Linked DNA regions of Mus musculus: region 1 is linked to region 2. The links are chromatin contacts, called in public Hi-C maps. All regions are on one chromosome and are shown on one strand. Each heading gives the region's core, a stretch centred on a gene start, on an enhancer-like site or on the middle of the called end of the contact. The rest is flanking DNA. Distances are from core to core; before and after follow the strand shown.

Evidence for each region. Hi-C and Micro-C count contacts between places; a contact is called where the count stands out from the background.
Region 1: a Hi-C map of liver shows a contact between it and region 2, with 4 times the contacts expected there. The contact joins two enhancer-like sites. A contact is called at or near these places in 1 of 484 Hi-C or Micro-C datasets (liver) and 1 of 115 datasets of contacts at active chromatin or transcription factors (pancreatic cancer cells).

The regions. Positions count from the first base shown.
Region 1 is chr6:134,515,343-134,518,748 of GRCm38.p6, forward strand. The region is part of intron 3 of Lrp6 (low density lipoprotein receptor-related protein 6); the gene reads right to left. Among named protein-coding and RNA genes, the nearest start is that of Lrp6, 50 kb to the right of the region's middle. Within about 2 kb of position 1,934, at least 27 of the 459 cell types and tissues checked have an H3K27ac peak or open chromatin away from gene starts, as enhancers often do. A contact at or near this core is called in liver, where this site is marked.
Region 2 is chr6:134,158,777-134,162,547 of GRCm38.p6, forward strand. The region is part of intron 2 of Etv6 (ets variant 6); the gene reads left to right. Among named protein-coding and RNA genes, the nearest start is that of Gm52920, 26 kb to the right of the region's middle. Within about 2 kb of position 2,330, at least 13 of the 459 cell types and tissues checked have an H3K27ac peak or open chromatin away from gene starts, as enhancers often do. A contact at or near this core is called in liver, where this site is marked.

The DNA of each region.
Region 1 (3,406 bases), core at 684-3,183, 360 kb after region 2:
TTTCTTCTAACCCTGATTTAAAAACGGGTCGTTAGACTGAACAAACCCAGAGTTGTGTAGGAATAATGTTATGGTGCACTGTGTAAAGGTTCAAATGCTTGAGTTCTGTCTCGCCTGCATTATTACAATCCTTATTCAGAAAATCTCCTGTCTCAATCTTGTGTAAACACCAGTTCCCAAGTGTTCCCTGATGTTCAATACAGAGAGCTTAACAGCCAATGACTGAGCAGGGAATAGAATAGGGCTGGACTTCCTGCCAGCCGGGGGAGGAGATGGAGGAAGAGGAAATAGGGGATTAACCATGGGGAGAGAGTCCAGGAGAGACTTCCGAGCAAACACCTAGAGCAGAGAAAGCCATAGTGGACCTTGGCTTGGGGCGGAGTTGGGGGGGGGGGGGAGCAGCCAGATTAGTTTAGAGGATTAAAATAGAGCAATACTACTCAGGTGTGCCTTTAAAGCATGTTAAATAAATAATAGTCCAGTCTCAATTTTTTGGGAGCTAGCTGGGTAAGAAGAACACTGTAACACACATATTATAAAGCCCCAACAGTTAAATTCAGGCTGTCCATAAGAAACATACTTTAGACACAAAGACTGCAAAAGGTTAAAAGTAAAAATCACAGCAAACACAGACTGACTGCAGACAGCACACTGAGTAGGAAAAATAAAGCACTGGAGATAGACATTGTGTGGGAAAGATCAAATGACAAGAACACACAGCTACAATCCTGTGCACAGAAACAACCTGAGCGCTGAAACTATGGGAAGTGGTGCCTAGCACTCCGTTCTCTAGAAAACCATGTGCCGTACATACTAACTCACCATCTATAAAACACTCCAGAGAGACAGTGCTCTCAGTACGCTCGGCATATTTGGAAGGCTGGGCCTTGTGCATGTCTGCCTTTTGTTTTCTTCAAGTCCTGAGAACTGAGTTCGGGGCCTTGCATACAGGAAGCACGAGCTCCCCACCACTCGTGCTCCCCACCACTCATGCTCCCCACCACTCATGCTCCCCACCACTCGTGCTCCCCACCACTCGTGCTCCCCACCACTCATGCTCCCCACCACTCTGCTCTACCCCAACTCCACGCATTGCTCATCAAAACGCTGAACTCTTAGGTGACTGGCTCAGAAACATGATGCTTGCTACCACTCCTAAAGACCTGTATTCAATCTCCAGCACTAAAATACATCATACACACTAATGCGTGTCTTGCCCAGTGACAGGCTTATACTACCAGTCCTCCAGGGAAAGAGGACTGTGAGCCAGCTGCAACTATGTGGTGAGACCTGCCTTACCAGTCAATAAATACTAAAGTTATAAAAAGTGCTACACAAAGTTATACTGCAGAAACTAAAAACGGGGACTGGAAAGATGGCTCGTCAGTTAGGAGGACTTACTGCTCCTACAAAGACCTGGTTGGCTTTCTAGAAGCCCACATTGGCTGACAACAATCCAGGTCCAGGGGAACAGATGCCCTCTTCTGACTTCCATAGGAAACAAGTACACACAAGGTACACACACATTCAGAAAAAACACTCACTCATAAAATAAATAAATCTTTACAAAAGAAAGAAAAATGGATAAAGAGCCAAGAAATTAAATTTCTTTTTCAATCTTTCATTGTCTAACTTCTTCCTCATATTCTTCTAAATAAGCAATACGTCACAATACACAATGTCTCGTATCTATAATTATAGCACTCTAGGGGCTAAGGCAGAAACATTACTCCAAATCTGAAGCCTGCGTAGTGAGAACCAGCTCAAAATATGAAAAACAAAACAAAACAAAAAAGCAACCGTTCAAAGAGATCACAAGATAAGTAAAATATTGAGCTAAAACAAAACACAAACACAATGCATAGAAAAGTGTGAGTAGCCACCACAGCGGTTAAGTGAGGGAAATGCCTCTATTAGGAGACAAACGGCAAGTCCATCTCCTTGCAACCTGCCAGGCTAGGGCAGAAATAAGCATGGGAAGTCAATAAAAACGTCATGGGGGAAAAAAAAAATCAATGAAACAGAGAAGAAAGATCAATAACAAAACAGTTGATTCTTTTAAACCATTAACAAAACTGCAAGTTATTAGCTTTGCAAAGGCAAAGGCAAAAAAAAAAAAAAAAAAAAAAAAAGACAGAAAATGTGAAACTAACTGAAAGAACTCCATGACCTTATGTAAGGGGAGCATCATTTCCACACTTCCAGAAATCAGAACACGTAAGGAGCACCATAAACAACTCTGTGCCAACAAATTATTCAACGTATAGGAAATGAAACCCTTCCTAGAAAGAAACCAATTACTAAAATAGATTCCTGGAAGAGGACAGCAGAGCTGCGCACACAAGCCTGTCATTTAAAGGATCCCTAAGAAGAAACAGGCAGGCTCAGACAGCACCACAGACTAAATCTACCAGACACATTTATAACAAACAACAAACTAGGAAAGGAGCACACTCTGTGAGGACATAAAAGGAAAGGAGGCATTTCTCATTCTTAGAGGCTGGTTCTAAGTTAGTAACAAAATCACAAAGACCTCAGAAAAAACTATTTATTAATATCCTTCATGGATAAGGTCATAAAAATCCTCAACAGAACAATATCTAAAAAGAATTATTAACTACCATTAAGTAGAATTTATCCTAAAAATATAAGCTAGGTTCAACAATTTAAAAAAACCAACTAATGCAATTAACAATGTTTATTTAAAAAGTTATTTCTATAGATGTAAAATAAACAGGCAGGATTCATAATCATCCATGACTTAAAATGAAGTCAATAAACCAGGAATAAAAGAAAACTTCTTTAACCTGGTGAAAGTACTTTAAAATCTACGGTTAACACTCTGCTGTGCTAATCTGGCAATAAACACCCCAGAACAGCAGCAGGAGAGAGATGTCTTCTCGTCTGCATTGTATATATCACAGGATCTAGGCCCTGAGATCAATGAGAAGACCCGAAGACCCCCCAGACAACGAGGGAAGCACTGCTGCACCATTCACTCACACATGCCATGACCTGGACACAGAACACACTCATGGCTTTTGCCAATCTTCCCAAACCAAGTAAACCCAACAGGACCTAAGATAAATGATTCAAACCAAAAGTAATTTATATGTCTGCATATAAGCAATGAAAAATAAATGTTTTAATTTTGTTACTAAAAGTAATGGCTAGGAATAAAAGTATCTGCCTCACATGCGTAAGGCCCTTGGTTCAATCTCCAGCACCATAATAATATATAAAACAGAGAGGGGCTGTCAATCTAACTTGATGGCTAAAGGAACTTCCTAGGCCAAGCCTGGCAACCTGACAACCAAAATTGTCCTCTGACCGGCTCACACATATTAAAATTCTTTAAAAATGAGTAATAAATACAGGGCTAAGGATACATAGTTCCGGGGTAAAG
Region 2 (3,771 bases), core at 1,080-3,579:
CCAGCTACTTAGCCTTTAGCTACCAGGTCACACAGTTACAGGGACAGCTGAGAAGGGCAGTTCTCCATTTAAGTTTCTCATGTCATTCTTAGGTCTATCTTTAACAATCAAAGTCTAAACTTTTTTTTTAATCATTCTAATTATAAGAATTGGCTTTGAAAGACAAGTTCAGGATTTTAAGTATGAAAAACTTAGACTGTATTTCATTATTTCCCTCGTCATAATTTTAAGTTGACTTTGTTGACATAAAAGAATTCTTAATTCAATAAAATCTAAATATAACCACGTGCGCGTGCACGCTCTCTCTTTCTCTCTCCCCATCTCTCTCCCCTTTTTAGTGAAGTGTTTCCAAATCCCGACTGTTTGAGACTTGACTTGCAAATGTTAAAGGTGAAATCTAAATGACCAAGATGGAGAGAAATATTTTTAGGGCCCTTCCCTACTAACAGTTTTCATCCCCGAACATCAATATTGCCCAGTTCAGATGTAAATATACATTGTTTTATCATCACAAGCTAGTTTAGGTTCTTTATTCTGCATGTAAGGAAAAGATTGTTTTTTTGGTAGTTCAAGGCTCATGGAAACGAAGTTCTACACATTGTTTAAGTCCAGCTAAGCCAGGGTGTGAAGCACTTTTCTTAGGCTCTAACCACTGTTGACATCGCACTTATATTGTATTATAAGTAATGCTTACATAATTTGAAATATTCAGGAAAGTGTGTGTGTGTGTGTGTGTGTGTGTGTGTGTGTGTGTGTGTGTAGCTTCTATGCTACACACTGTGTCATTACCGTGTCATTTCATACAGGGGACTTGGGCAGCCTCAGATTTTAATGTCCACAAGTCCTATAACCAATTTGTAGAAACCAAGGGCTAAAACGGATTTGAAAAATCAAAATGAATGCAGAAATTAACCATGCCATTATTCCAGCTGTGGCATGAGGAATACCTGTTACCTGCTTTCTGACCCTTGAAGAACTTGGGGAAAATTAACAAGTAGTAAATTGTTAACAGTGTCAGAGTGAGGGTGGTGTTACTTTAAACAGCCCCCAGGAATTCTCAGTTTTACAAACATGGACCCAGGGATCCCGGAAGGTAGACTCAGACCTCCCTCCTTGCCTCCGAGTGTCTCAGAGTCAGAGCTCTGTGTTTGTAAAGAGGATCTCTGCACATTTGGACATAGTTAGATGTCATCACTATGTGGTCGTGTCTGTAAATCCCTGTTCACAGATGGGTCATGGCCCGGAGGAAGCCTTGTGTCAGAAAGCAACTTGTAGAGTTTTCTGTAGTTAAAGCTATGATCTGAGCCTTTCACTTATAACAAATGACTGGGAAAAGAGAAAGGTTTGGATCTGAGAACCGGAGAGATGACTCAGAAGTTAACAGTGCATGTTGCTCTTACAGGGAAATGAAGTTTGGTTCCCAGCACCCATGCTGATTGGCTCAAAACTACCCATAATTCTACCTCCAGGAAATCCAGTCTTTGGTCTCTGTGGGCATCTGCACTCAAGTGCACACACCCTTCCACAATGCTCAGAACTAAAAGTAATAAAAATTGGTTTTAAGAAAGAGATGAGATATAGAGAGACATTCTTAAGAATGTGACCTAAGGAAGGGACCTGAGTGGTGACACCAGATCTGACATCAGAAGCCAGTAGATAAAGTACTTGGATGCAGCCTCTTTCACACAGGTTGTACGCCTGGAAAGTTGACTGTAGAAGAAAGCTTGGCCATTCTGAGCAAATGCCCCCGGCCTCACAGTGTAGTCGGTACCTTGTTGAATGGTGGGGTTAGTCTGTGAAACAAATGTAGACATGGCTGGCTTTACCATTCACAAAAATAACTTTACGTACATTTGTGATTCCTTCTTCCGCAATATTCATTGAATACCCCATATGCCAGGTAGCTGCTGCACACTTGATTCCATTATGAGTAAGAACAGACACTTTTCCGTATGAATTCATGGTTTTCAATTTAGGGGAGATCTTGTCCACCACATCAGATGTGTAGATGCTGTCACTGTCCTAGCTGTCCCTTGCTCAGGTCACTCCTCCTGAGACCACATTTTTAACATCACCCTAGTGTGCGAGCTGCTCATGGGCCAGCGAAATCACATAAATTGCACCAACGATCACATCCAAGCAGTGGTTTCTGCACAGTCAATGAAGCAGGTTTCTGCCCTGAACATTGTACTCTTACCGATGGCACGCACGTCAATACTTTATCGATTGCCTCATTGTGCCAACCTGTTCTGTTTTATGCAGTCCTTCAGGTCTGTCCAGGCTGCTGTTATCTGTCTTGAACTGACATCCCTAAAGACCAATCAGGAGACCCGTTCAGTGTCTTTTCTGCCGTGTCCGCTGCAGCACCAGGCACTGGGTGCTCACAGTGTTTGCAGCTGTCGAAAGAGCTGGTTATCAGCAGTGCTGAGTCTGCAAACCGTGTCACAGTTGATGACGTTTTCATAGCGCACCTGAGAGTTCACAGGAGAGGAGGGAGGAGCTTCGGAGGCAGCCCATGGAAGTTACGAGGTGATGGAAATTGATTTCCTAGGTTAAAACAAGTCCCCAGTGCAGTGACCACAGTAAGCATGCCAGGAAAAAGTCGTCACCGCGACGGTAACACCCAATATGAGTACCAGATTTTCTGCCCTAATGAAACTGAGTAACTCAGCAAAGAATAAGGAACAGTGGATGACATGAAGGAAGCAGGTTGTTGGAATAGTAAAGTCCTGAACTGGCAGAGTTTGGGGTTTCTTGTTTGTTCCTTTAACGTCGATTGCCAAGAGAGGTGGAGCTGAAGGAAGACGGAGATGGGCGTTTGTCTTTATATCTCGCCGCTCACTCGGACAATAGGAGAAGCCATGGAGGTGAGAAAAGCAGCACTGACTGAGCTCAGTTGTTTAACCACGGATGGGCTAAGGAGCCTGACTTAGTTGATAGCGTGCCTGCTGAGCAGTGCACAAAGCCCTGCTCCCATCGCTGGGACCACATAAATCAGACGTGGGGGTCACACGCCTGTCATCCCAGCCGTGTAGAGCTAGACTCCGGAGAATCCCAAGTCCACGTAACTCGGCTGTGGAGCAAGTCTGAGGCCAGCTTTGGCTACATGAGACTCTGTCTAAACACAAAACAGATATGAGTACACGCGAACGCAAGGAGTGGTGCCGTTGTGGGACCATCATGGCAGCATGAGATCATGGTAGCTTGAGTAAAGACCTTTAGATCGTGTTACCTGTTGGCTCAGTCTTGCTCCAGCAATTGCCACTAGGAAGCAACTTGAGGAGCTGACAGATATCATTGCATGCACAGGTGACACACAGCAGAGGACAATAACACAGGATTGGTGAAGCTCGGTATTATTAAAAATCATGTTCTTAAAACCCTTGTCTAACATCACCGAATATATAGGTTACAGATGTCACCTTAGAATAATCCAGTTTTTCCCTTTTTAAACATAACTTTCTAAAACATGTATTATAAGGTGTATTTGTGTGTGTGTGTGTACACATACCATGATGTGGTGGCCAAAGGACAATTCACAGAAGTGAGTTCAGGGACTCTGGATTGTCCGGATTGGTGACAGATGCCTGTAACCACTGAACCATCTCACCCACCAGGACGCCCTCTTCCCCCAACCTTTTTTTTTTTTTTTAATCCATAAAAATGAGTGAAGGCACTACAGGGGCCTAGTTGTTATCTCTAGGTGAGAGGGCTGAGTGTGGTATTTTTCTCACTCGAACACATGGTTTTTATTAGGCCTGAGTAGTGGTC